Linked DNA regions of Mus musculus: regions 1, 2 and 3 are each linked to region 4. Evidence: chromatin contacts called from public HiChIP or PLAC-seq and promoter capture Hi-C data. All regions are on one chromosome and are shown on one strand. The core of a region is the stretch at or near the end of the contact, and the rest is flanking DNA. Distances in the headings are between cores, read along the strand shown. Region 1 has its middle 40 kb from the start of Gm34145. Region 2 has its middle 9.4 kb from the start of Gm34145. Region 3 holds the start of Zfp11 (zinc finger protein 11). Region 4 holds the start of Sfswap (splicing factor SWAP).

Evidence for each region. HiChIP or PLAC-seq counts read pairs in DNA pulled down with a chosen protein or histone mark. Capture Hi-C pulls out chosen DNA fragments and counts their contacts.
Region 1: an H3K4me3 HiChIP or PLAC-seq map of embryonic stem cells shows a contact between it and region 4, with 15 read pairs. The contact joins the enhancer-like site here to the promoter of Sfswap in region 4. A contact is called at or near these places in 2 of 39 promoter capture datasets (cranial neural crest and embryonic stem cells), 6 of 115 datasets of contacts at active chromatin or transcription factors (embryonic hindbrain and embryonic stem cells) and 2 of 9 other capture datasets (adipose tissue and liver).
Region 2: a contact with region 4 is called in an H3K4me3 HiChIP or PLAC-seq map of neural tube, with 3 times the contacts expected there. The contact joins the enhancer-like site here to the promoter of Sfswap in region 4. A contact is called at or near these places in 1 of 484 Hi-C or Micro-C datasets (nephron progenitors), 2 of 115 datasets of contacts at active chromatin or transcription factors (embryonic stem cells and neural tube) and 2 of 9 other capture datasets (embryonic stem cells and pancreatic islet).
Region 3: a promoter capture Hi-C map of liver shows a contact between it and region 4. The contact joins the promoter of Zfp11 here to the promoter of Sfswap in region 4. A contact is called at or near these places in 2 of 39 promoter capture datasets (hippocampal neurons and liver), 2 of 484 Hi-C or Micro-C datasets (CD4 T cells and rod photoreceptor), 1 of 115 datasets of contacts at active chromatin or transcription factors (effector CD8 T cells) and 2 of 9 other capture datasets (adipose tissue and liver).

Annotation. Positions count from the first base shown.
Region 1 is chr5:129,264,338-129,271,647 of GRCm38.p6, reverse strand. No RefSeq gene overlaps it. Among named protein-coding and RNA genes, the nearest start is that of Gm34145, 40 kb to the left of the region's middle. Within about 2 kb of position 1,282, at least 15 of the 459 cell types and tissues checked have an H3K27ac peak or open chromatin away from gene starts, as enhancers often do. A contact at or near this core is called in embryonic stem cells, where this site is marked.
Region 2 is chr5:129,295,332-129,301,912 of GRCm38.p6, reverse strand. No RefSeq gene overlaps it. Among named protein-coding and RNA genes, the nearest start is that of Gm34145, 9.4 kb to the left of the region's middle. Within about 2 kb of position 2,807, at least 47 of the 459 cell types and tissues checked have an H3K27ac peak or open chromatin away from gene starts, as enhancers often do. A contact at or near this core is called in embryonic stem cells and neural tube, where this site is marked.
Region 3 is chr5:129,667,332-129,674,617 of GRCm38.p6, reverse strand. It overlaps Zfp11 (zinc finger protein 11), which reads left to right and starts at 4,530. Exons shown (of 3, transcript NM_172462.4): 1 at 4,530-4,558.
Region 4 is chr5:129,495,575-129,502,722 of GRCm38.p6, reverse strand. It overlaps Sfswap (splicing factor SWAP), which reads right to left and starts at 1,492. Exons shown (of 18, transcript NM_172276.3): 1 at 1,127-1,492. The coding sequence starts at 1,344. It overlaps Gm40332 (a long non-coding RNA gene), which reads left to right and starts at 1,497. Exons shown (of 3, transcript XR_868547.2): 1 at 1,497-1,621; 2 at 2,169-2,203; 3 at 2,375-2,473. Gm34468 (a long non-coding RNA gene) reads right to left here. Exons shown (of 3, transcript XR_377099.3): 3 at 5,306-5,419.

The sequences.
Region 1 (7,310 bases), core at 33-2,532, 230 kb after region 4:
CTTTCCAGACTCCAGAAAGTATGTAACCAGCACATCGCAGATAGCACAAAGAAACCAGGGCCTTCTGTCCAATGTTCAAGAACTGCATCGCAACCTGGTCAACGCTTCCACAGAGTGATAATCATAGCCATAGCTTCTGTGACTGGCTTTGGCTAACCTCACGCTAATGCTGAGCTTTGAGCCTGGCTTTATGTGACTGAAGTCACCCAGGAGGTTTCAGCGCAGCCTGCACACCTGCCCATTCTGTGCCTCCACACTGAAGAGCTGGGTTGGTTAAATTACCAGCTTGAATACCTGGGAAGGAAGACCAATGACTGTCGGGATCAAGTTGGCCCAAGGGCACATCTCTGGGGTGTTATCTTGGTTGCTTTAATTGATGTGGGAGGATCTAGTTTGAAAGTGGGTGGTACTATCCCTGCGGTTTTGGTCCTGGACTGCAAATGTAGAGAAGTTAGCGGGGCACTAACCATGCAAACATTCACCCTCTCTCCTCTCTTGGATATGTTGTGACTCTCTGTCCCAAGTTCTTGTTTCACTGCTCTGCAGTGATTGGCTGCAAGCTGGAACTAGAAGCCAAATAAATCCTTGATCCTCTGCATTGTGCTTGGTCAGGAAATCTTAGCATAGCAATAGAAATGAAACCAGGATCCGGGTGGGTGTCAGTCGGCTGGACTCTCAGTGTCCAGCGTTAGCCAGGATGGACTCCTCTGCAGAGAGAGGAGTTTCACAGTTATGTCAGTGGGGAAAACTATAATTATCAGAGGCCGAGGTAATGAGAGGTTCACTGTGAACAGGGAAGAATTCATCACGGGTGGGAGAGGCTGGTACACAGGTCAGACCCTGGAGATGCCAACTGTACAGGAATAGCTCCAGCAACCAGGCCCTGATCCCTCCTGCCACGGTCTTCCACAACCTCCATGGGGTCAAGTCAGCAGGGTAGGGCGATGGAAGAAGAAGTGTCTGGCATCTTCTTCCCTTTCTACCCCATCAGAGAAAAGAAGAAGAAAGTACCTACTTAGAATTTGGGAAGATCCCCGAAGTGTCCCCGGGGGAAGTGACCCTGTATGTTGGTTAGCAAGTGGCACTCTCCTTATCCTTGGAGCACCTGATATATACACAGTGCATCTTTCTCTGGATTCCAGGGAGGCTGTGCTGGCCCTGAGCCCTGCCCCCACCCCTACCCCACTTCTCTCTCCTCAGCTCCTCCCAAGGCTCACTAACACCTGCTGCAGCAGTTTTTCCGGTCCTGGTGCACCTCACTCTGAAAGCATTTTCCATTGTCTTGCAGAAGCTCCAGTTGTGACAGCCCCACCCTGTCCTTTGTCCCTCATAATTACCTCTCATAGCTATACTGTGGCAGGCTGGATTAAGCCAAAAAGTCAGAGCTAGGTGAGAACGCGGCTCAGATGTCCTTTGGTTAGCAGCAGGTATCATCCAGCAGTGCAGGATGCTGTTGCTAAAATTAAGAGAGATGCCCCCTGTGTTCCTCCCACCACCCCCACAAGATGCACCCTTCCTTGAAGGCTCTGGTGCCTGGGGCTATGACGACGGGTGCCATAGCAACCCATCAGGTAGAGTACTGAGCTGGGGCTAATTTAGTGACACACTGGCCCTGGTGAATGGAGCTCTAAGTCACCTTGAACACAAAGTCAGCCTGTCCAGGATTAGGCCAGTCCCCAAGGGTTACAGAGAGACAGAAGTACTGTATTCAATCCCTCTGTGAGTGTCTGGTCATGGCCATGCACTTGGTGAAGAGAAAGGAGTCCAGATTTAAAGGAAAACAAGGTGCGGGCTTGGCCAGGCTTGCAGACTGTGTGGCTAAGACTCAGGACACGTTGGCACCCAAAACCTTTCCCGAGATCTCAGAGAGTTCCCACCACATGAATCAGCGCAGAAAGTGCTCGAGGTAGGAAATAGCTAACCTACAACAGGAGTCCTAGCAGCTGGGGCTCCTGATAAGGATGGTTGGGCGCTCTGAGGGTCCCCATCTTGATTTGCATCAAGTTGAGGGAAACTGGCTCCGAGGGATATGACCAAGAAAAAGGCTTTTTACACAGAAGCGAGGAAAGAGGGAGATACTGGTGGCAGGAGCTGGGGCCTCAAGCAATTCCTTCAGGGGACAAGTTCCTGGGCCACGAACAGCCCCATTGATTTTGGGGTGAAGGATGAAACTGGAATAGTCTTGGTATGGACAGTGAGGGAGTCTGGAGGGATAGATAGACATGGAAGATGGGCTGAACCCAGAGCAAGGTAGGCCAGTGAGGTATAGGGTAGCTGCCCCCCAGAGAGGAAGAAGGAATGGTGGGAAAGGCAGAGACTAGACTTTGCAGGGGATGGTGGATGAGAAAGGGAAGAGAAAGGTATGTGTTCTGGACACTGCCCCATCATGCTGGCCAGCCACAGAGTCACAGAGTCCCCTTCTTAGCCTCCCGTTGCTACCAGCTTGACTCTGTGTCTCTGGATATGGGGTACGGGAAGCTCTCAGTTGACTGGCTCCAGATCAGTGACAGGGACAGCTACAGCAGCATGTCCCTGCCATGTTTCTTGAGCTGAGATGTGTCCTTGCTAGAAGCCCCCACCATTCACGATATGTCAGGATCCATCCACTTCAGCCACCACAACAGGACCACCACATTCCCCTCTGAGAGGCCACTCTGAAATCATGACAATTGTCCACCCTTCACAGGAGAAACTGAGTCTGAGCCTCACAGTGAAACCTCCCTGTCCCTCTGAGCCCCAAGCCTCCAGCTCTGGAGGCAGACTCTCCTATATGCAGAAGCCTAGAGTCCCGCCTGCCCCAACCCAGCCATAGGGCTTTTCTTTCCCATCCCCAGAATGCAGTTAGGCTTCTGGAAGCAGTGAGTGCTCCAGTGCCGGGAGTAAAGCCATGGCTGTGTCGCAAACACCCGGTCACAGCGGCAGCTTTGCTAGCTGTAAATCACAGAAGGAAACAGCACAGCATCAATCAGGGTGATAATTGCTGCAAACTCTCGGCGGGGAGAAATGCAGGCTCAGCAGAGCCTTCCGGAGACTCAGCCTGAAGGATAAAAGCCTTATGTGAGCGGGAGGCCCAAGCCAGTACCACATGCCCAGAGTCACCACAGCCAGAAGTTCCATCTATTACCAGAGTGAAATGGCCCAGGGACCCAGACTTCATCTTCTCAGCTACATTTAGAATAGCATTCAGACGCCAGCCCTATGGATTTGGAGCTGAAAGGCTTGGAGGCCTTGCTGGAGTAATCACACAGTGGCTGTTGACCACGGAAGAAGGATGGCTGCCTTGTGTGAAGGATGCTCAAGCTGTGACCACCTGTGAGTCCCCATCCCAGCATGGCCAATGGCTGTCCTTGTGCTTCTCTTTGAGGCTGACCATCAGGTGGACCTTAGTGTTCTCCCTGAGTGTGACTTGTGTGACCCACCTAGGGTTACATAGTAAACACAGCACCCCTCAACCTGCTGGGGTGAGGCATAGAGCTCACCTGGGCTGGGCCAGCCTCTTCTCCTTTGCTATAAGAGAACACTAGAGGCTGGAAACTTACAAAGAAATGGAAGTGTGTTGCTATAGTGGTTACATATCTACAACCCCAGCGTGTGACAGACAAAAACAGTAGGAGGTTTGAGGCCAGCTTGGTCTATAGAGTGAGTTCCAAACTAGCAGAGGCTATGAAGCTAGACTGTCTCAAAAAGCCAAAAAAAACAAAATAAGGAGTAAAGGAAAGGAAGGAGGAGAGGGAGGAAAGAGGGATATATCTCTCACAAGTCTGGAGTCTGAGCTGTCCAATAGGAGGGCACCATCTTTTCAGAGCCCTCCTGCTGAGTCACCCCATGATGGGGGAAAGAGAGGGCAAGAGAGGCGGAGGGTGAATCCACACCTTCCTGCCATCTCGCCCTTGCATGGTTAACCCACTTCCATGCTGACAACATTAATCTACTCACAAAGACAGAGCCCTCATGGTCCAATTCTACCTCTTAAGTGTCCCCCCCCTCTATTAGTGTCACAGTAGCAATTAACGTGCAATATAGGTTCCCAGGGATATTTAGACCATAGTATGAGCAATACCAGGAGCCTAGAAGAAGCTGATGGGGAAGTCCCGCCTCTTTCTGGAGAACAGGGATGGAGGATGGCGGCAACCCTGCCTGAGGTCACAGCTGGAGTGCCTTGGAGCTGCAGGGAACCTGTTTGGGGACCCTCAGATGAGGACAGCTCAGAAGATGGCAGACCTCAGAGATTTGGGAGGGGGGGCTAGGAATGTCCTGGCAATGTCTTCAAAGGAAGGCCTATGGCTGTCACTGTGTGACTGTCATGTCTGGGGAGATAGCTGTGGATAGAGGAGTCCAAAGAGACACAGGACTTCAGGAAATTACTCTAATGGAAGACCTGTCCTCCCCTTCCTCCACCCCTCCTTCTCTCCCTTCTCCCCTTCTTCTTCCCCCTCTCCCTCCTCCCCTTCCTCCTCCCCCTCCTCCTCTCCCTCCTCCCCTTCCTCTTCCCCCATCTTTCTGGTTACAACACTAATGACCATGCAGCACCAGGGGTCCCTCAGATGGTGAGACTGCTACCATGATTTGGAAGCAGTCTCTGGAAGTCCTGGTCCTGGGGGCTGGTCCTTTCCACATCAGGCTGGGACTGGCCTGGCCTCTGCTGTTTTACTGGTTCCTCCTCCTTAGATCTCACCCTTGGTCTCTGTCAGGAGTCAGATATATATGTTTGACCACTGTTGGGCTCTGGCTGAGCCTCTGGCAATGGGCCCCAGGGGCAGCAGAGTTCAATCCCGATGGGTAGAATCAAACAAAGATGCATCATTTCATGAGGGTCCCAGCAGGAGGGGTTTGTCCTCTCTGGAAAGAATTATGGCCTGTGGACAGCCATTGATCCCACTGTCATATGCTGTCTAGAAGCTGGGAGCTGCGTCCCCTGACTGTGTGTCAATGGAGCTTTAAATGAGTCTAAATTAGGAAGTACTTGTTCACGATCAGGAGCCTGTCATGCACCATCACAAAAAACGCTGTTTAATTTTAATCCCAGAGGAAGCCAGTGAGCTGGCCTCAACTGGCTCTGCCTATAGGACTGTGGAGCCTGGATGGTTCATGTCCGGAGATTTCCTCAGCCTGTAGGATGCAGGCAGCCATGAGTCTGGAAACAGGTACTCCACATTCTCCAGTCTGCCGCTGGGCGGTCTCCAAAGTGCAAATGGTGGCAATAACAGCAGCTGCCGCTATCCAGTGAAGACAAGTGTTCCTTGGGCTTTGGGACTGGGGCTCAAGACAGCAGTGTAGTGAGGGTTTGGGGTTCTTTAAAAGCCCATTTATGTTATGTAAACAGGGTTTTGTTTTAATCCCAGGTGTGGGATATGGGGCTGCTTCTGATTATCTACAGCAGCTGACTATTTGCCTCATAGGTGCTTTGGTGGGGCTGTGATTCTGCTAGCTGCAGGCAGTATAATTCTGAGGACTTTGGGAGGGCAGAAAAAATGCCAGAGCACAGAGAGGGACGAGGGAGCAGTGAAGAAGAGACAGAGGGGCGCTCTGAAGAAGAAAAAGAAGGAGGAGGAGGAGGAGGAAGAGAAGGAGGAAGAGAAAGAGAAGGAGAAGAAAAAAGAAGAAGAGGAGGAGGAGGGAAAGGAGGAGGGAGGGGACAAGGAGGAGGAGGAGGAGGCATGGATGTTTCTCCTTCTGGTTCCTGCTCCTGCAGCTGCTGTTGCTGATGGGTGAGAGAAAAGAGACAAGAAGAAAATGGAGATATCCTGACTAGATGACCATTGAACTTGCCCCCAAGGAACTGATGCCCCCATTTAGCAGGAAGTAGCCTATAGAGGTCCTTGCCCCTTTCCCCTTTAACTTTCTTTCTGTCTCTCCTACCTAGTGTTGGGGGTTTGGAAGGGATTGGGGTGGAGAAAGGTGGTAGGTATAAGAACCCAAATAAAATAGACTAAAACAAAATGCTAACAATATGCCAACAACACTCTTCATTCAGTGCTCAGCTCTGAGGCAGGAGGCTGAAGACCCCAGATGTCCTGACAAATGGTACCCACAATTGCTGAACCAATGTTGGGTGGCTTGGTGAGCTCAGCAGAGCCCGGCCACTTTGTATGAGCCCTACTGCCACCTGCTTCCCAGGAGTCTTACCCTCTGTGCCTTAGACTATGTGTGAGTGTTGGCACTGCCTTGGTGAGGGTTATATTGCCAGGTACCCATAGTCCCAGCATCACCCCCATCCTCATATCCCAAGAGAGAAAGCCTGGGGCTGTGTATCACATGGGCTAGCAGCTACCCCTATGCTCACAGGGCTGTGATTACATATTAGAATCTGCACTGATGTCCTGTAGTTCTTGATAATTTTGCTTTGTGAGTGAGATCTGGTGGTATCTATGCTTCGGGTTCATGTCTCACTCTCTGTCTTTCCCGCTGCCTTCCTCCATCCTGGACTGTCTTTCCTCACCCCTGGATGCTGAGTCCTAGTGTCCCTGTTCAACCTTCCCTCCTGTCCTACAATAGCAGCTACCTCCACCTATGGAGTGATCAGACCGTGTCAGGGAAACCGTATCTTACTCTGTAATCTTTGGCAGCAGCTTGGGGGGCAGGTTCTAGAAGTGCTGGAGCTTGTGTGTATCTAATGACATCACAAGACATTCTCCTTGTGAAGAGCCTGCCTGTTGACTACTTCCATTGACTACACAATAGCCCTTGATTGGACACAGATACATCAGAAAACACTAGAGACTCCCATCCCATCCCATCCCATCCTGATTTTCCTGGGCCTCAAGCCTATGTGTTCTATACGACCAGAGGGGGGAGTACCTGACACCCCAGACAGACCCTGAGGACCTAGCACTTGCAACCCTATGAGTTAACTGCTTCCCTTTCCACTGTTAGGCCCTGACGTCAGGAGTAGGCAGAGCGAGCCCTAAGAAACTTAGCTGGTGCCCGAGTATCACCCTAGCCAGTCTGGATTCAGGAAGGGAACGGGCTAGCTTAGTTAGGATATCCTCTTTCAGGACATGCCCAATCCCCATCACACTGAACACGCATGAGGGGCGTCTGCTCCAAACCCATTTTCCACGACGCTATGTTCAGCGCATGCGCAGGTGCGGTCAAGAAGGGAACACGGAACAGGCGTTACCGGAACAGGGATTTAAGGACAGTGACAGAGAAGGGCAGGGGTTGAGAGAAACAGAGGGCAGTGGAAGAAATCACCAGAGTGCCAGGAGCCTCATGTCTCCTCTGCCTAGCAGCTCATGGCAGCGTGCCGGGTAAAGATCTCTGGTCTGTGTTGGCCCCTCTCTTTGAACAGGATCCCCGTGACTTTGTGC
Region 2 (6,581 bases), core at 1,558-4,057, 200 kb after region 4:
TATAGCCAATCATCATGAGGAAGTCAAGGCAGGAACCTTGAAAAGCTATTCCTATCATACCTGCAGTCAGAGGTAGAGAGAAATGAATGCATACATTCTCACTTGTTTGTTCTCAGCTCCATCTACCCACCCTTATACAGTCTGGGATCCCTTGCCTAAGGAATGGAACTGCCCACAGTGGACTGGGTCTTCCCACATCAATTAACTTGACTAGAATATATACCCACAGACATGTCTACAGGCTGACCCAATGTAGACAGTCCTTCAATAAGACTCCTTTCCTAAGTGATTCTAAATTGTGTCAAGTTAACAATGAAAACTGACATCCCAGCAGGATAAATGATGCTCTCATGGGGCTGGAGTGATGGCTCAGAGGTTAAGAGCACTGACTACTCTTGCAGAGGTCTTGAGTTCAGTTCCCAGCAACAACATGGTGGCTCACAACCATCTGTAATGGGATCCGATGCCCTCTTCTGATGTGTCTGAAAACAGTGACAGCGTGCTCACATACATACAATAAATAAATCTTTTTAAAAAAATGATGCTCTCCTTCATGTGTTCAACTAGCAGTGATGAGTTAATATTCTAGCCCCTTTAGGGAGTGTGTGTGTGTGTGTGTGTGTGTGGTGTGATATCTGAAGAGCTTTGTTTACTGAGCTGAATTTCATATAACGTAGAAGTAAATATTTGAAGCACAGGGCTTAATGGCATTTAGTGTGTGCCTTCCACAGCTGTGTCAACCTCAAGTAATGACACCAGTCCCTTGGTATCCGTTTTGCTGTTCCCTCTCAGAGCGATACTCCGCCGGTCCATCCACACTGTCACCCAGGTCGTTGCTTTCTCTCCGGTTTTAGGTGTGAGCTATTCTGTCGTATGGATGGCCACTCTTCGTCTATCACAGACCACTGGATGTCTGTGTGATTCATGGCTTTTATCTTGTTGTTGTTATCATGAGTGTCACTATGAACATTCAAATTGAAAATGGCTGTCAATTGGAGCACTCGTTGGACTTAGCGACAACACTCCTAGATTCTCTGGTGATTCTGTGTCTAACCAGAGAGCTGCCAACCGGTTTTCCAAGGGAACCATGCCCCTTTTCAGTCACCTTGCCCATGAGGCCACAAATGAGGCCACGCTTGCTCTGTGTTCTGCCAAGTACTTCTTATACTCCATTACTATTATTATTGTGTCTGGGTCTTCTACAGCTGTTTGGGTTTTCTGCTTCTTCCTGAGTCAGCTCTGGCTCCAGTGTGTATTTGTTTCTAGCACCCTCTGGCTCCATCTAGGTCACCTAGTTGCTGGCATCAGCTCTTCACGGTGCTGAGTCATTGTGCTGTCTAAGGTGGCGGTGCTCCGCATCCATCCCTGACTCTTACAGCTCCTCCTGTGGCCAGTGTCTTCCCCTCTATCGGATTGTCCCTGTCCTCTTTGTGGCTATATTATCCCCTCCCTGTTAAGTGACAGATACGTTCAATGGCTCCTGGGCCCTGTCACGCTACCTGTATCAGTTTCCGTAGCATCCTGCCTCAGGAGGCATGAAGAGGACCCTGAGTAATTGGGTCCATTGAAGCAACTGTTCTACCAGCCGAGGAACTTGGCAGGAAGGATCTGGGGATCTGGAAGGACAGGAGCCCAAAGAGGCAGCACAGCCAGGCCAGGCAGCAGGTTCTGTCCCAGCAGCCTGAGTTCAAATCTTTCTCCACTGCAGTTGGGGAGCAACTGATCCTGTCTTTCTCTCTGGGCCTCAGTTTTTCCCATCTGAACTATGGGAGAATAGTGAGGAGATCCTGACAGGAAGGGTAAGACTATTGGAAGCTATTCCTCCATGCCAATAGCTCTCTGCACACTCCACTGGGTTCAACTCAAGGTTCTCTCTCAAAACTGGGATTAAGTCTCTCTCCCTGTCCCTCTCCCCCTCCCTCTCCCCTCCCCCTCTCCCCTCCCCCTCCCCCTCCCCCTCCCTCTCCCCCTCCCTCTCCCCTCCCCCTCTCCCCTCCCCCTCTCCCCTCCCTCTCCCCCTGGCTTCAGCCACTTGCAACTCAAAGTCTTGGCTTATAAAATATTTCCAAATGTTTAGAATGTGTTCCATCCATCTGTTACTAAGGCAACCCACATGCTATGGTGAGCTTAGTTGGGGCAGAGAGAGGTAGGGTAGGTCCCTGTTGCTTTATCCCCCTCTAGGAAGGGCATGTTGGCTTGGTATTAAAGTCTCAGCCACTGGGGACTCTGGATTTCAGCATCCTGGTGGGCCAGATGCCTGCATCTCAGGGCTATTTAAATTTCACATGTACAGTGTGTGGGGGTGGAGTAGGGAGACAGACAGGAAGTAGGGAGAGTCACTCTGAGCAGGGTGTGGACAGGTCAAGAGGAGGGAATGCATTGTGGATGCCTCCTCAAGCTGGCGAGTGGCTCCGCATCCTCACTGACCAATTCCTTCTCTGATTTTGGTGACTCATCCCTGCCTACAGCAGGGGCTGGATGGGAAAGGACATCACAAACAAAACCGACAGTTATAGAAAGCAGAGACTGGCAACCCTTGTGCCCCCTGTTGCTTGTCCAGAGAAGGGGGAACCAGGGGTCAGAGGACACACCGTCCCCACAGCGGGACCATCTGGGGGAGGACAGAGATGTGAAAAGCCTTCAGAGAGAGAGAGACAAGGCCACTCTGTGAGGGGAACAGCCTCCCACTAGCTGAGGGTTCCACCCAGCAAGGTTTGGGGATAAAGGTCGGCCAGCTGCGGTGAGGCTCTTCAGAGGTCACTGAAGGTCTGGTTCTAGCCCCGCCCACAGAGTGGAAAGGGTCACAGTTCTCTGGACAGGAGGTGGGGCAGGGGTCCTGCTGTGAGGGAGGCTGGGGCGAAAGCTCAGCACTGGCCAAGAATCTTCCTGCTAAAAAGCCTGGGAGCAGATTGACTGGGGGTGGATGTTGGGGTGGAAGTGGACCTTATTGCTTACCAGTAGGGGTCGGGTAGGGGCTAGTTCGCCCTTGCCCTAAACACCCTCCTCCTCTTCCTCCTCCTTCTTCCCCCTCCCTCCCCCTGGCAGCAACCTCTGGCAGGAATGCTGCCCTCAGAATGCTGGTTCCCAGAAGGGAACTGGGTAGCTTTCACACTCCACAAAGACACCCAGTACGCACAGAGTGACCATGGTGATGACTCAGACCTCTCTGTTGAGGGGCTGTTTGTGAGCGACAACCTGGTAAGGATCAGTCAAGGGCCTAGATCTGGGGGGGGGGGGGGGGGGGATCTGGAAGGACAGGAGCCATTTGCTAGGAGGGAGCACAGCCAAGCCAGGCAGCAGGTTCTGTCCCAGCAGCCTGAGTTCAAATCTTTCCCTACTGCGGTTGGGGAGCAGCTGATCCAGTCTTCCTCTCTGGTAGGCCTCAGTTTTCCCATCTGAACTATGGGAGAATATCCAGGAGCTCCTGATAGGCAGTTAGTGGGACAAGTAGGGGATTGAATGTGCAAAGGCTGAGGCCAGCCCTCCACCTACACATGAGTGAGACTACCACCACCCAGCACCCAAGGTATCACCCCAGCTTTCAGGCCTGGGCCAGCTTAGGGGGTCCCCAGGGAAGACCAAGCCAGCAAGCAGAGTGCAGAGCCCCTCACTGGTGGCCTCAGGGGAAGAGAGTGAGTGCTGTCTCTGTGTCCCTGCTCAGCTGGGATTTCGTCCCCTTGAGATGTTCTCCCCACGGGCTCCCCCAGTGTGCCAGCCAGCCTATTTTCATCACCCAAGCCTCATTTTCTGAGTGACTGCCCCTCCTGCTGTGAGGCTGAGACACAGCCACAGGCCTCTCGCTAATTAATGAGAGGCAGCAATTAGCCATTTACAGCAGAGCAAGCGCTGGTAATGGGATTTCTAATTCTGGAGGGAAACGAAGTTAAACTGTGTTCAGAGAAAACGAAAGCTTGAAATCCAAGATGGGTTTTTCTTTTTTGGTGTTGGTTTGTTTTTGTTTTGTTTTTTGATTCTGGGTTTTGTCCTAGTAATTAATAGGATGGAAGCTGTTCAACTTCCTGCCAGAGAGCAGAGATAAGGCCAGTGTCTCACAACTCGTGGGAGAGGGACCGACTTGGTCTCCTCCAGGAAACCCTGTGGATGCTGCCTCGGAGGACAGCTGTAATGGACCAGAAAGCTTGCTTCTCTGTCCGACTCCAGCAACAGTGACCTAACTCCTGAGACTCTAGAACAGTGATTCTCTACCTGTGGGTCTGGACCCCTCGGCAGGCTGCTAGCTCTAAAGTATTTCTGTTAGGATTCAACAAAATACAGTTACAAAGTAGCAACAAAATAATGTTATGGTTTTTTTTTTTGGGGGGGGGGTCACTACAACAGGAGAAAAAATAAAAGGGGATTCATGTTTGTATTAAAGGGTCACAGCATTAGCAAGGTTGAGAATCACTATCCTAGAAGGGCTCTGGACAAACTGGTGGGGTCCCAGCTCCATGCTGACTATAGCCTGGTTAGCTCCAAGCCTTGGCTTTGGTGGGTTTCTGTTTATTTGTTGGTTTGGTTTTTTGGTTTTTTCAAGACAGGGTTTCTCTGTGTAGCCTTGGCTATCTTAGAACTCACTCTGTAGACCAGGCTGGCCTTGAACTCAGAAATCCGCCTGCCTCTGCCTCCTGAGTGCTGAGATTAAAGGCATGGACCACCACTGCCCGACTTGCTTTGGCTGGCGGTTTTTGTTTGTTTAACTTTTTATTGATTCTTAGTGAATTTCACATCATGCACCCCCCAGTCCCATGCATTTCCCTCCATATCTACCCTCCACCCTTGCAACCTCCCCCCAAAAGAAGACAAACTGACAAAAACCTTTGCCATGGAAGCTGCATTGTGTCACAGTGTGTCGCACAGTACGTCCTTTTGCCCACCAGCTTTTCTTGTAAATGTTCATTGCAGTGAGTGATTGGTCTGGTCTGAGGCCTCTGGCTTCTGCTACACTATCAGTACTGGATCCTCACTGGGACTCGTCTCAGAGCGTGCAGCTTTGGTTCCGAAGGTCCGGCCCCTTTACATGCTGCAGTACTTCATAGATGGGGTAGATGTTAGGTGGGCCAGCTCAAAGCCCTGGATCTGGGCCTGGGTGGTAGCTGTGTTGGTCATCCTGCCAGCTCTCTGGCATCCATACACTACCAGGGCCAGCTCTCCTATACTGTCCAGGAGAGAGCGGGTCAGGGCTAGCTCACTCTATATGCCAGCTTTCCCACGATGCCTAGCTAGGGATGGGGCTAGCCCTCACTTATCAACATGGCCCCAGGCCACAGCCCAGACCAGAGACTTCTGCATGGCCTTTGGTGGTAACAGACAGTCCCCGCTACCCTGACCCACACCCCACTGATGCAGAGCTACGGATCTAGATGTGATCCTCTGAGGCAGCACAGGCCAGGTCCTCACCATAGCCTCAGGTGAAGACACTGGCTGCAAACATCAGGCTGTGCTCACCACCCTTGAGTCTCCAGTTTCAGCTCTCATTGTGCCCATGCTACCCTGTTTCTCTTTCTCTCCCATCTCTCCACTAAGTACCTGCTCACCTTAGTGGTACTCGGGGCCTCCGGGTATCTGGGATCATCTCAGGCTTGCTAAGCTCGCCTAGGCCACATGGCATCAAAGACTCTGCTCTGTTCATGAGGTTGGGATAAGGAGTGGTGTGATGTGGAGTTTTGTGGAAGAGAACAAGCAACACTGTGTATACAGTACAACACACTGCCTGCCACCCCCGGTGATTCAAAGTCATCCCCATGAAAATGACCGTGCTGGCCCATGAACACTTAGCTATTCCTATAATCTACAGAGCTAAACGCCACCCTCCTGTGAGGGGTACTTGAAAGGTAGATGGGGAAGGATTGGAGACAGACCCTCAGTGGGAGGGAGGAAAGTTAAAGGGAGTTCATGCTTGTTTGTGTCTGGGGTTCTAAAGTTCATGTGTTTATTCATTCATTTGTTTGTTAAATGTGTATGGGTGTTTGGCCTGCACGGAATCTGTGTACCACATGTGTGCCTGGTGCCTTCAGAAGTCAGTAAAGGTCATTGATCCCCTGGAACTGGACTTACGGATAGTTGTGGGCCTTCCTGTAGGTGCTGGGAATCCAACACAGTTGCTGGGATTTGAACTCAGGACCTCTGAAAGAGCAGTCAGTGCTCATAACCTCTAAGCCATCTCCCCAGCTGCCGACATATGGCTTCTTTACCTAACTTAAGGGCATAGACAGTGATCAGTTGCAATTATACACTGGGATCCGTAACCTGGGCAGGCTTGCTCCCTGGAATCCTAAACCATCCTAGCTGATAGCACCAGACCTGGAAGATACCTGTGGTATGCACGCTGTGTCCTCCTCCATTGGAGTTCTTCCCCTCCCCCACTGCATCTGAGTCTGTGCCCCTCCCTCACCTGTTCCTACACACTACACACACACACACACACACACACACACACACACACACCGCCCCCTGCTTCTGGGTCTGGTCAGAAGACAGCATCCTGTCCTCCCACAGCCCCACCATCCCTTGCTCAGGCTCTGGGGAGCACATCAGCTTAGCCAGAAGGCATGCTGGCCCAGCCTAGACTAGCAGGCTTCACA
Region 3 (7,286 bases), core at 3,281-5,780, 170 kb before region 4:
CTAGTTGGCTGGGGACGGTCACCTTCCCTATGGCAGCTTGCCTTTCTTTTAAAGGCAGGTGATTTTCTTATCTTGCTAGCCAGTGTTACTGGCTCCAAATAACAATTGGAAACATAAGGACACTCTTTTTCATAGCTAGAAAGTACAATATATATATATGGTATTTATCATTCAAACATCCCTAGTCCCTTTTCCATCAGTGTGGACAAATTACTTGATGGAGATATCTTAGAAGAATAAAGATTTTAGCTAATGGTTTTTAATAGTTTATTCTTTTGTGGTATGGAAGGTGTGGTAAAGCAGTTTAGTTCATATCATGGAAGGCTGGGAACAGAAAGATATAGACAAGAAGAAGCCAGGGATAAGACACTACAGAGGTTCTACTCTTAGTGGCTTCTTCCAGCTAGGTTGAAGTTCCATAATGCTGGAAAATAGCACCACAAGCTAGATTCTAAGCATGACCTTGTTGAAAACATTTCCTATTCAACCCACAACACTGTATAAAAATTATCACTTTGCTACATCCCCATGAATTCATGGAAGTAAATATGTACACAAAAGATGCCTAAGCATGTCTTCATGCCAATCTTCATCCGTGCTCTGATGTGGTTGCATGTATATGCATGCTAGATCATCTGTATAGGTGCCTTAGGGTTTCACTGCTGTGAGCAGATACCATGACCAAGACAAGTCTTTTTGTTGTTGTTGTTGTTGTTTTGTTTTGTTTTTTTGAGACAGGGTTTCTCTGAATAGTCCTGGCTGTCCTGGAACTCACTTTGTAGACCAGGCTGGCCTCGAACTCAGAAATCTGCCTACCTCTGCCTCCCAAGTGCTGGGATTAAAGGCGTGCGCCACCACGCCCGGCTGGCAAGTCTTATAAGAACAACTTTTAATTGGGACTGGTTTACAGGTTCAGAGGTTCAGTCTATTATCATCAAGGCAGGAGCATGGTAGCATCCAGGCAGGCATTGAGCAGGAGGAGCTGAGAGTTCTACATCTTTATCTGAAGGCTGCTAGCAGAAGACTGGCTTCCAGGCAGCTAGGGTGAGGGTCTTAAAGCCCACACCCCCAGTGATACACCTACTCCAACCAGGTCATACCTACTCCAACAAGGCCACACCTCCAAATAGTGCCACTGCCCTGGGCCAAGCATGTACAAACCATCACAATAGGTGTTTATGAGTTCTCATTCTCCATTGGTGTAAGTATATGCAAGACATGTATATGCTCATATTTAAGTGTCTGAGTGCTTCAGGGTTCTGGAAGCAGCCAGGCTGGGAACAACAGCAGTTGGGAGAGAGTCTAGTACACATCTACTTGGGTTGCAGAGGCCAGGTCCTAGGTAGCTGGTGTCAGTTACCTGAAAGTGAAAAGTCTGTGTCAGGGCACAGAGACTGGCAAGCACCAGCCTAGGCTGATTATTAGTAATGGGAGGAATTGTGCAGTAAATAATTAGCAGATCTTTCCATTTGTTGATCTTCATGCCATCCAAATTACTGAATAAATAATTAATCCCTTAATAAGTCAAAATAAATTGCAATTATGATTGTGAGGTAATTTCTTCTCATTGTCAAGTCTGTGTGAAGGCTGCCTGCCCAGAGAAGTAACACACTATAAATGTTATTAAGTAATGGCTATCCTCACATTGTTTGCATTGTATCATTTTTATTATACTATAATTTGAAAACACGAATTAAATTCAGATAATGATGTCTTTCCTAATTTCTCATGTTTCAGACTCTATTGGGCAATTTCATATATTAACCTTCCAAATAAGTCTTAGTTTTTGTTTGTTTGTTTGTTTTAGTTACTCTTATTAAAGAAAATGTGTTAAGTTTCTGATGAGCTAATAATGTAAATTACTTCAGGGGGAATCCTTTTTTTTTTTTTTTTTTTTTGTGGTTTTTCAAGACAGGGTTTCTCTGTATAGCCCTGGCTGCCCTGGAACTCACTCTGTAGACCAGGCTGGCCTTGAACTCAGAAATCTGCCTGCCTCTACCTCCCAAGTGCTGAGATTAAAGGCATGCACCACCACGCCTGGCTCAGGGGGAATCCTTTAATGGTGGATTTTTTTCATGCACCTACTTGGTGTATGGAATTGAGTCTGTACACTGGCAAGTTCATTTTGAGGCATCTGAGCCTCCGTTGTATTTCTTCTTGGCCACACTGCTGAAAGATACCTCAGGCTGCCACCCATTCCATTCATGCTGCTTTTAGAGACTGCGGTATAGTCTTTATCCGCCCTTTTGAAGCAGTCTTATGTTCACACGGCACACCTAATTCATCATGACAGTATGCTGCCCCTTGCCACATACAGTTAGGTGCCCACTCTGGGAGTCCCAATCAAGAACACTATACTCAAGGAGATAGCTGGCCTTTGGTTGGATGTCTCATCACTCGTCACAGGGAGCATGTAACCGTTGCCACAGCAAGGAGGCGCATCATCCTCTACCATGAGGGACAAGGTGGCCATAGTGAGATGGCCTCTATGGACAACCCACTCACAGATCAACTCCAGTTGCACATCTTATCATCTGTTGCTGGGACATTCAACGACTCTTCCCAAGCTCACTGTTTGACTCTTCATGTGGAAATGTGACTAGATGCTTGTTCACCCCAGCAGGGTACCAATCACAGACAAGGAAACAACTCCAGGACTCACTGAGTTCAGTGTAGTGAGACAGCGAGTTCATTTGGGTTACTTGTGGGGAGTATGGATGAAGCATTACAGGAGTGAGGAGGACCAAGAAGCAGATACAGCTCTGAAAACTCATCACAGCATGAGCGATGACATCAAAAGCTACACCCCTAGCACCTGATGTCACATGGTCATCACGGTCATCATGCTGTTTTTTTTTTTTTGTTTTTTTTTTGTTTTTTTTTTTTTTTTTAATTTCAGGAGCTGCTGTCATTCAAGGATGTCTCCGTTGATTTCTCTCCAGAAGAGCAGGAATGCTTAGACCCTGCTTGGTGGAATTTGTATAGAAATGTGATGGTGGAAAACTACAGAAACCTTGTCTCTCTGAGTGAGGATCTCTCCCCTACAGAATTCCCAACCTCCTGCCCATATTTCACTCCCTCCCTTCATTAAATATTTCTCAGGAGCTTACACTTTGCAGGGAAGTCGTGGGCAGGTTCATTTTAACTGTATTTCCTTTAAAAATCTCCTTCCTTGATGGAGGATGCTTCTTACACTCTCATCGGTGGTGATTGTAGGAGTTTGTTGGCATGAAGTGTCATGAATTACAGTCCAAATCTTCCCTTTGATTCAGTCATATGTGCAAGTGAGTCTTTCATCTCCAAACTGAAGATTCTTCATGCGTACTCTACTGTAGGAAACCACTGGGGGAAAAGCTGAGCAATGTAAGCTGAAAATAATTCTATGTAAGCTGAGCAAGCCAGTAAACAGCACTCCACTATGGCCTCTGCATCAGTTCCTGCCTCCAGGTTCCTGCCCTTTTTGAGTTCCTGTCCTGTTTCCTTCAGTGATGAAGAGTGCTCTAGAAGTGTAAGCAAAACAAACCCTTTCCTCCCCAAGTTGCTTTGGTCATGGTGTTTCACAGCAATAGTAACGCTAAGACATACACCATAGTCAAACTAGAAATATCCAAAGATTAACTGAAAATCAAGAGAGAAATAAGCAAAATCAACACATATCTAGCAAAGTATGATCTCAGTTACAGAAATAATCTAATCAGAATTAGAAATTTAAAAGTGAAGCCAGAGGTTGTGGCATACACCTTTAATCCCAGCGCTTGGGAGCAGAGGCAGGTGGATTTCTTAGTTTAAAGCCGCCATGATCTACAGAGTTCCAGAACAGCCAGAGATACACAGAGAAACCCTGTCACAACAAACAAACAAACAAACAACAAGTTTCTTTAAAGTCAAAGAAAAAGACTATCAATATAGGATTCTGTATTCATCAGCGCATTCTTTCCAGAACAAAGTGGGAGTCAGGTTGCCCTGACATGCCATGATATCTAATACATATCTAACAGGGGTTTGAAGCAACTATATGGAAATGCAAAAAAACAAAAACAAAAACAAAAACAAAAAACAAAAAACAAAAAACAAAAAACAAAACAAAAACATTGTACAAAATTCTTAAGAGAATTGTCAAAAATAATCTATACAGCAAAGACCTATCATTTTTGTCCCTACTCAGCCTGGAAGTGATAACTTGCAGTGTTAATCAAGGCTGTGGGATGCCAAAAGTGGTCTGCATCCAGGTCCCTTAGACTGAGAACTACCATGGAGACAGACTTCATTCTGTCTTGGCGGGCTTTGGGTGGGGTGCCACCATCACTGGAGACCGTTTCCTATTTGCACCTCCGGTCCAGCTCTTGCCAGCCAGCCTGTTGCCCTCACCACTTGGACTCCCAGGGAGGATTATTCCTAGCCACCTCGGAACCCAAACACTCTCCGGGTCACCGCGGAACCCGGAGACCCGGGAACCCAGATACCCCGGAACGGAAGCCTGCGGAAACCGGAGACCAGAGAACCCGGACACTCTGGAACGGGACACCGCGGAAAAGATCCGTTCCGGAATCGGGACAAGGTGAGTCCGGGCTCGGCCTCCGAGCAGGGAGGTGGTTTTTGTAGATGCAGCGGTGCGGGATCGGCGGCCAGTCCCGGGTCGGGTCGAGTTCTCTAGGGCATCTGTCAGCTCGCGGCGAGGGCCCAAGGCTGGCAGCCCGATGGCGGGATACTGGGGACATCCCGACTCCCCGTGTGCCGGTCCTGCCCGAGAAAAGCCCTGAGCTGGGGTCCGCACCCACTTCTCCCCAGCGGCCTGCACCTTGGACAGTAAATTCCTACGAATTTCCCATGTCTTCACATTAAACTGTCCCCGCGTATCAAACAAATTCTTGTGCTTTTTATATTTCTGCCCCCCCCCGCCCCCGTGCACATCGGGTAGCAATGCAAAAGGACTTGTTTTGTGTTCGTGAACCGTGCGTCTGTGCAGAAAGCACTGGACAGCTATTAATTAGAATCCTAGTAAAACTTTTCACGTCACTCCTTCTCCCTAGGCACGGGCACTTTAGCACGAAAAACCTTTGGGTTGAGCTTTCCCCTGGCTGATTTCAGAGGTGATACATATGCCTTTTTTCTTTTTCTTTTTTCTTTTTTTGGTACTGGATTTCAGTACTTCTGACCTCAAGCGCAGGTACTAGGTGCTACCGGTGCCATGTCCCAGATTAGGAGTTGTTAAGGTCCCTGGGATTCTGTCCTCGGCGGATCTGTGAGCCTGCAGCCTTTAAGGCTGGTTACCAAAGGGATACAGGGACTGTTTTATTTACATATCTTGGCTACTGTAATATTATAACTGTGTCCTCATCTTGGTATATTTACTCTCTATTGTGACTTATGGGTCATACAGTAAGCCAGCTTTAACTTTTTTTTCAAGAGCTTTCACGTTATTTAAAAATTCATATACTCACCTTGCCAATAGTTCCCAAGGACTGCCCCTCCCTGTGTTTATGTTCCCTAGACCCCCCTCCCCCCTTTTGTTTTTTCTTTAATGACAGACATCTCTTCAAGTAGCCCATTCTGGCCTGGAAGTTTCCTTTTTTTTTTGGTTGATGCCTCCTGAGTGCTGGGTTAGCTTTTTGGTAAGAGCTCCCAGTCCTGGGTTTAATCGTTGTTGCAAATAAATGAGAGTCCATGCTTTGACATAGCTCCTGGAAGCATATACTAGAAACACTTCAGGACTGTACAGGGACCTGTGATTTCTAGCTTTTTTACCTCATGACTACTACCCTGTGACTGTGCTTACACGTGTGTGTATAGTTATTCACTGCCTGAGGTCTAGGGAGACTTTTCATCACCTTTGTTTCCAAAAAGTTTGGCAGTTCATATATGGATCCTTTAATGAAAGATTGGGGGGGGGGTCAGTGCCCTGCCCCCCCCCCCAACCAATTCCATGAAGTTTAAGGATGCTCTGTTTGTTCCAACAACAACAACAAAAGCCTGAAGGATTCCAAATGCTCTCTTTTTCTAGTATTCTCTCTTCTTCGGTTTACTGATACCATGGTCAACTCTGTTGTTGTGCGTTCTCTGAAATGATCAGCATGTTAGCATGTACCTGTACACGCTTGTATTTCTAGCCATTGGAATAATGCCCGAGGGACTGAGTTAAGGACCAGCTTGGCCTTCACAGGGAATACCAGGCCACCTAGGTAACATCTTAAGACCCTGTTTCAATAAACACATCAGTCAATTATCTGCGTGCAGCGTGCAGCTGAAATTATATTACTCTGAGTTCTAGTTTGAGGACCTTTCCAGGGCAGGTTTTTTTTTATACTAAGCATGATGAGACTGAAGGGAAATATATTTTACTCTTCGCATTTTTTTTCTTGTCTCTTTAAGTTTAACTTCTCAATGCTACACATATTCAGGAAATGTCAGCTATCACAAAGTGAAAATTGTCCATATGTATGATGGTTAATTGTGGTTGTCAATTTAACTGGCTTTAGACTCAATTCAGACATGAGCTGCTGGGCACAGTTCTGAGCAATTTTCTTGGCTAGCTTATTTGAAGTGGGAAGACATTCTAAATGTGGGTGGTACCTTCCGTTAGTAGCTCAATTCAAAGGAAGTCCTAGAGGAAAGCTTTCCCTTTTGCTCGTTCAGTCTTGCTGATAAGTTCATCTATTCTGTTGTGTCTCTCACTGCTGTTACCACTGCGGCTACATTCCTTTGCTGATACAAGAACCCCATTTCGTTGGGCTTCCAACATGCACTGACATTTAGTGGATCTCCAGGAAGCCTCTAGGCTTTCAGCACAAGGTTAGGACTGCAGAGGCATCCAGCTTTGCAAACTGAGGAAGGAACTGCAGGGTTCTCAGGTCTCTCAGATTGTGAAGACAGCCATTGTCATACTAACCCAGGTTGGATTGTATGTGCTGGCTAGTTTTATGTCGACTTGACACAAGATAAAGTCATCAGAGATGAGGGCACTTCATTTGAGAAACTGCCTCCATTAGATCCTATAGCCACACCTGTAGGACATTCTCATAATTAGCAATTAATTTGGAAGGGCGGCTCAGATCACTTTGGGCAGTACCAACCCTGGGCTGGTGGTCCTGGGTTCTATAAGGAAGCAGGTTGAGTGAGCCATGAGGAGGAAGCCAGTAAGCATCTTTTTTCGTGGCCTTTGCATCAGCTCCTGCCTCCAGGTTCCTGCCCTGACTTCCTTTGATGATGAAAGGTGGTGATGTGGAAGTGTAAGCCACATAAACCCTTTCCTTCCTAAGGTGCTTTTGGTATTGGTGTCTCATCACAGC
Region 4 (7,148 bases), core at 243-2,742:
ATCTGATAGGCAACACTCCCTTCACAAGTCCTTTCTTCCTAGATCTCTCCCCAAATGGAGACGTAAGGGATCGGAAAGGCCTACTGGTCATTAACCGTGTCCGTTCTGGCCAGCTCACAGGTAATCCCTACAGTCATGCAAGTTCCAAGTCTTTGCAGCATCCAGTTTTACTTGTCTCAAACGATGGGTTTACTTCACTTGGAGAAAACCACGCCACAGCTTAATGGTTGCTCACAGTTAGTCCTGGGCCCAGAAGCAATATCGCCCAACGGAAGGACAAATACCCAAACCCGGGATGGTGGAGAAAGAAAGAGAGATGGAAAAAATGAGGAGAGAGGTGGGGAGCAAAACACCCAATCATGTAATGCCATCCTTTTCAAATCAAACACCATCAGAAATTCACGTTCCCACCCCTTTACCCTCAACTCCAGGCACCCTTCAGTGGGTGTGATTTGAAAAGAACCAACACAAAGGTATAAACCCAGCTCCACCCTTCGGCTTTAGAAAACAGTGAAACCAGCTCTAAGAACGCTACCCCCTAAGAGCAAGGTCCGCACGGGTCGACCGGCTTCCAACAAGACAGCAACTTCACCCACTACCGCGGTTGGGCAAATGGTCGCAATAACCGCGGGGAAGGGCTCGCCCGGACGCCAAAAGTCAAGCCGGCCAGAGACGGTTCAGGCTACCTCACGGGGTTGGGGGGTCCAAAAGAAGCTTCTACCCACGGGCCTCGGCGTGCGGCGCTTCGGAGGAACAAAAGCGCACTCCCGGACTCCCTCCCCGCACAGCCAGCGGAGGGACAGCGGCACCCGCCCCACGGCGCGGGCGGGCGGGCCCCGGACAGCTTCCACCCGCGCTGAGTCGCCAGCGGCAGCCCGGGCTCGAGGGGTTGTGGGAGCAGAGTCGATCCCTCCGGCGACGGGGAGGCGCCAGCTCTGGCCGGAGCCTTAGGGCCGGTTTCACCGTCCCCTCCCCCCGGACGCCGGGGAACGTGGGGGGCAGGGAGGCCCCCCGAGTCCCCGGGCTCCGCAAAACCCCCTTTTTCGGTCCCGGCCATCAAGTCAACATCAGGCGAAATCAAGCGGGCGAGGGAGGGGAGGGTCGACGGGTGGGGGGAGGAACCGACCTGTCGATGAGGATCTTGGGGTCCCCCATCCAGGGGATGAGGTGCTGTCCCTGTTCCTGGGCCAAAGCCCGCTCGTCGTCGCGGAACAACTTGCAGGCATAGCCGAAAACCAGAAGCTCCACCCGGTTGCCCCCAGTGCCGGTGCCGCCCGGCCCGGCCTCCTCCTTCACTCCGCCTTTCCTCTCCGGCTTGGCACGGCCCCCGCCGGCACCGTACATGACAGCGTCCCCGACGTCCGGGACGGTCTGCTGCTGGGCCGAACAACGTCCCCGATGCCTCGCCTGGCCTACCCACTCAGTCACAGGCGCCGCATCCTCTTCGCAACTTCAACACAGCCGCCATAGCGAGCCACAAAATGGAGGAGACGCAACTTCCGGTAGGAAACCCGCTCTTTCCGGAGGTGAGAGTGGTAGATTCGCCACGTCCGCAAGCTGTTTGAGCCGCTAAAAAATTAAGTAGATGTTAGTTTTCGTTGTCCAACTTGATCTTGCGATGGTAAGTTGTGTTTATGGAAAGAAATTTATTTCTGCCATTTTTTGGAGGCCTCCTAGGATGTGACGAAAGCGCGGTTGGTGGCCGCGCGCCAACTTCTACTGTCGTTGGAGGGCGGCCGCCAGGTGTGGAGACAAGTGGGGATCTTGTTGGGAACGCGTCTTTGCCGTCCTAGTGAGACAGTTTGCTCCTTTCTAACAGCCCGATTTTTAGATCACTAGGAAGCCTAGCCCTGGCCGCCTGACTGAGGGCGTTTCCAGGACTTGTGAGCCCTAAATATTCGGAGTGGCGGGCTTTCAGTGGCTACGGGCTTCAGTGGCGGAGAAAGACTCCAGCTAGGAGACAGCGCTACGGGTTGTTTCCTTCTGGGGAGCAGATTCTTTCCCTTTCCCTTTTTAAAATACAGGATGTCACTGTGATCCAAATTAGACTCGAACTCTGACTGTCCTAGCTCAGTTAAGATGCTAGTATTATCGACGTGAGGTCTGCAGGGCTGCAGTTTTTTCTGGTGTCTGACCCAGATGCTTGATTTTCTTTTTCCCCCTTTCAGTTCTGAACATGGACCCAGGGCCTCACCATTGCTAGGTAAAACACTATCATTGAGTTATATCATTGCTAGGTAAAACACTATCATTGAGTTATATCTGCAGCCCTTTTTGTTTTAGTTTCAAGATAGGGTCTTGCTTAGTGCCCCGGGGTGACATTTAACTTTAATTTTTTTTTTAATTTTTACTTATTTTGTGTGTATATGTGTAGGCGACTCGAGTTAGATCAAGTCCGACTGGATGGAAGGAGAGAAGAACTTCTCAGCCACGGACACCCCCCTCCCTCCCCAAATAACTTAGGTTTTTAAAAAGTGGATAGTGATTTAGAAAAACAACTGATGTTGACCTCTGGCCTCCATATGCATTTGTGTACACACGTGCACACACACATACAGACATGTACATAGTACACCAGAACGAATACTAAGTAAAATAGTTATGATGTGGAGAAGGTTGCTTTGCAGAAATGTTTGTGTCTACTTTTGAAACAGTTGGGAAAAAAAAAAAAGAAACGGTTGGAATTTTTGTCTTAACCTCAAGCCAAAATTCATTTAATGATTTTTTTTTAATGTAAAGTAACTCAGCGCACACACACACACACCAGCAGAGATGTCTCAGTTGATAAGTGCTTGCCTTACGCACATGAGCACCTGAGTTTGATTGCCAGAACCCATGCAAAAAGTACTGGGTGTGATGGCGATTGCTTATAATCCTTGTGCTCTAGAAGTAGAGACAGGTTGAGGTGTTGGGTTCCATGGCCATCTAACCTGCTTTACTTGGTGAGTTCTAGGCCAGTGAAAGGCCCTATATTACACTAGATGTACTTGAGATGGCACTTGAGAAATGACATCCAGTGTTGTTCTCTGACCCCCATACAGGCTATTTGAATTTCATCTAAGTCTTCCCTAAGAACCCAATGCCCTTTTACACTATAAGTCAGTGACTTATGATCCCCTAGGTAAAGACCTGCAGGCTGCCTTTTGGGACCACATACATCTGTGATATAGCTGGTGCATACACTGTTACTTCTTGCCCCAGGCGGCTTGCTCTCTGGTCCTTTTTTTAAATTTTTTTCGAGACAGGGTTTCTCTGTGTAGCCCTGGCTGTCCTTGAGTTTATTCTGTAGACCAGGCTGGCCTCGAACTCAGAAATCCGCCTGCCTCTGCCTCCCAAGTGCTAGGATCAAAGGCGTGCGCCACTACTGCCTGGCTTGCTCTCTGGCTGACTGGCTCACAATGCGATCTAGGCTTGTGTTGTCCTGTGGGCTTTATTTGTGGAAAATAAATTTGCTTTCTTGTAGCTTGTTGCATGAGTGTTTTCTGCTTCACCCGTTTGAGACATACTGCTAGCTAGCACACACAGAATGAACCCCACTTTGAGCTGTTGTGGCCTCTGTGGCTTCTGTGTTTGGAAGCCACCACTGGCAAGCCCTCCTGGATCGAGTCCCACAATTTATGTTGTGTTCTCTGAGTTTATTTATTTATTTATTTATTTGTTTATTTGAACAGGGGAAAGTTACAAACTAATATAGAAATCTCAACAGAAACTGCCCTGTTTTTATCTTCCGGGACCCTGGAAGCCACCACTGGCAAGCCCTCCTGGATCAAGTCCCACAATTTATGTTGTGTTCTCTGAGTTTATTTATTTATTTGGACAGGGGAAAGTTACAAGCTAATATAGAAATCTCAACAGAAACTGCCCTGTTTATGTTGTGTTCTCTGAGTTTGTTTGTTTGTTTGTTTGTTCATTTGGACAGGGGAAAGTTACAAGCTAATATAGAAATCTCAACAGAAACTGCCCTGTTTTTATCTTCCGGGATCCTGGCTGGCTTTATCAGAAAACCTCTAGTATGTAAAATTACCAAGAAGACCTGGACTCATAGATTAGTCTTGATCCAAGGAGGTTGGAACTCTGTCTAGTGGTACACATAGTTGATGTGTACATAAGAACTACAAGTTCCATGGGCAAACTGCAGCTTCGAAGCTTTTTTTTTTTTTCGAGACAGAATCTCATGTAGCCCAGGCTGGCCTCAAACTTGCTATGTAGCCAAGGATTACCTTGAACTTCCGATCTTCCTGCATCTACTTCCTGAGTGCTGCTATTATAGGAGTGCGCCTGGTTATACGGTTCTGTGGATGGAACCCAGAGCCTCATATGTCCTAGGCAGGCACTTTACAAATGGAACTGTATCCCTAGCCCTATACTTGGGTTTAACACCAACTTGAGAGGCACCCAGATTAAACAACGCCCTTAGAGCTTGCTAAGGCTGCTTCTCTCCGGAATGTGCCACCTGTCACCTATTTCAAAGGAAGCTTGGTATATACATAGGTGACCTTCTGACATCAAAAAGTACAGATGCAGTGAAGCATGTCAATGCTTCTAAACCTTCCTATCACTTGGATCCTTTAATACAGTTCCTCATGTTGTGGTGACCCCCCAACCATGTAATTATTTTTTGTTGCTACTTCATACCTGTAATCTTGCTACTGTTAAGAATCGTAATAGAATTATCTGTTTTTTCTGATGGTCTTAGGCAACCCTTGTGAAAGGGTCATTCGACCCCTCCAAAGGGATCTTGACCTATGGTGTTGGGGCAGGGAGCTCTAACCCAGAGTTTTGTGCATGCTAGTCGAGCACTTCAGTTAAGTCCCAACATCCTGTTTTGCTGTTTGGTTGAGATGGAGGTCTCGACGAAAATAGCCTAGGGTGACCTTGATCTTCCCGCCCCAGCCTTCAGAAACCTGCATCACCACAAACGCCCACCATCTTAAATAAAATAACCACCTTAAAATAAAAGTGCCTTGGTTGCAGTGTGTCCCAGGCTTCGCTTCCTCAGCGTGGCATTTTGACAGCTCAGTTTAGAGATGAATGAAATGGAACCCAGCCAGAGGCAGTGGCTGTTCACTGGCTGGCAAAGGAGAATTTTATTTCTGAGGTAAAGACAGGAGCTTATCTCAAATCTTCACAATTAATTTCGCCTCCCTCCTGCCTTTCCCTCACTTTTCTGAGAGCTCTAAGCCTCAGGGAAAGAATAATAACAACAACAATTTTTAGGTCCTAACAACTATGTTTAAATTTCCTTCCTTCTCCTTATCCCCAGTGAGTGTAAGGGGGCCTCGGAGTCAGCACAGAGCACATCCAGACACCAGATTCTCAGCACAACAGACATTTATTACTCTGGAGGGGCAATCGTGTCTTCGGGGTGGGGATGAGATGGAGGTTGCCTTTGGGTCAGACAAGACAGCAACGAGTGTTTCTGCAGGCATGGTTTTCAAAAGGAGAGAGAGAGAAAGAGAAGTCTGTGTTAGCATGGTAAATCCTGATTGAACATGTTATCCAGTGTAGTCAAATAATGAATTTTGATTGCAGCAGGACCTTGGTGGTTTAGTCAAGCATGGGGAAATGGCCAAATAAAAGAACAGACCTTGGTGGCTAGCTCCAGAAATGTAATCTAATGCTTTAGCAGGGGAGAAGGAAGGTGGGTGGGCAAGACCTACAGGTGCAGCCACGTTTGCCGTTCAGACCTGTTAGAGAGCCCTTCCACCAATGCTGTTCCTTAAGTTCAGGAGCCGCTGACGGGGAGGGGCTGGTAGAAAGGTAAGTCTGTGCTCAGCTCACTTTCTCCATTTTATGAAGTCCGGGACCCCAGCCCGTGGGGATAGTGCCACCCACAGACAGGGAAGCTGGGGTTTCTCACTTCAGTTATCCAGGCATTCATAGAGGCTTGTCTTCCAGGCCACTAAAGAGCCTACCAAGTTGTCCGTCAGTATTAAGTATCACCCACCCACTCCATCTTTGGGCCACTGGCAGGAAGTTTAGGTTTAAATCGAAGGGAAGAAGAATGCACAATTAAGCAGTCCTAGCTGGGTGGTGGCAGCACACACCTTTAATCCAGAACTCTGAGGCAATCCGATCTCTGTGAGTTCAAGGCCAGCTTGGTCTGTAAGTTCCAGGACAGCCAGAGCTACACAAAGAAACCGTCTCCAAAAACTAAAAACAAACACTAAAATAAAATGAAATTAAAAAAAAACAAAAAAACAAAAAAACTACTTGGCTTCAGTCTGACCTGCAAGATGGTCTGCTGAGTTATTGGAACTTCGTGAAATCTCAGCCTTCCTCCTTCCTTATCTAAATTATTATTATTATTATTATTATTATTTTGAGAATCTAACCAACAAGAGTAGGAAGCTCATTCACAGTCAAAACACATCTTAACATCCTTTCATCCTACCTATAAGAAGAGTTTCCTTGATTCTTTTTTTGCTTTTTTTTTTTCCCCAGACAGGGTTTCTCTGTGTAGCCCTGGCTGTCCTGGAACTCACTCTGTAGACCAGGCTGGTCTCAAACTCAGAAATCCACGTGCCTCTGCCTCCCAAGTGCTGGGATTAAAGGCGTGCACCACCACTGCCTGGTTCCTTGGCTCTTTTGACTTGTTTTTAACCTGTGGGCCTGCAGTCCTGTCCAGTACCCCTCAGAAACCACTCCATGGTCTCATTTGTGGAAATAGTAACAATTGTTTTTCAACAGTTCTTTGAACGATGTAACTTGTAACTTTCAGAAGTCAGTAAGACGGTATTCACAGCCAATGTGAAGACAGTCAAGGGTAGCTTTCTCATGACAGGTCCACACCATTTCAAATCCATTCTAAAACATTCCCCACTTCCACTCGTGTTTGTGTGTGTGTGTGTGTGTGTGTGTGTGTGTGTGTGTGTGATATGTATGCATGTGCGTGAGTCTAGAAGTCAGAGGACAACCTTGGGTGTTTAGTCCTCATCTTCTATCCTGATTGACATAGGGTCTTTTGTTCACTATGACACAAACCAGGCTAGCCAGCTGTGCACCTCAGGAGATTTAGCTGCCTCTGCCTCTCATCTCCTCATTGAAGTACTGGGCTTACAGACTAGTGCTACTACATCTGGCTTGACATGGGTTCTAGAGATCCAGCCTCAGATCTTTAGGCTTGCACCACAGGCAATTTACCCACT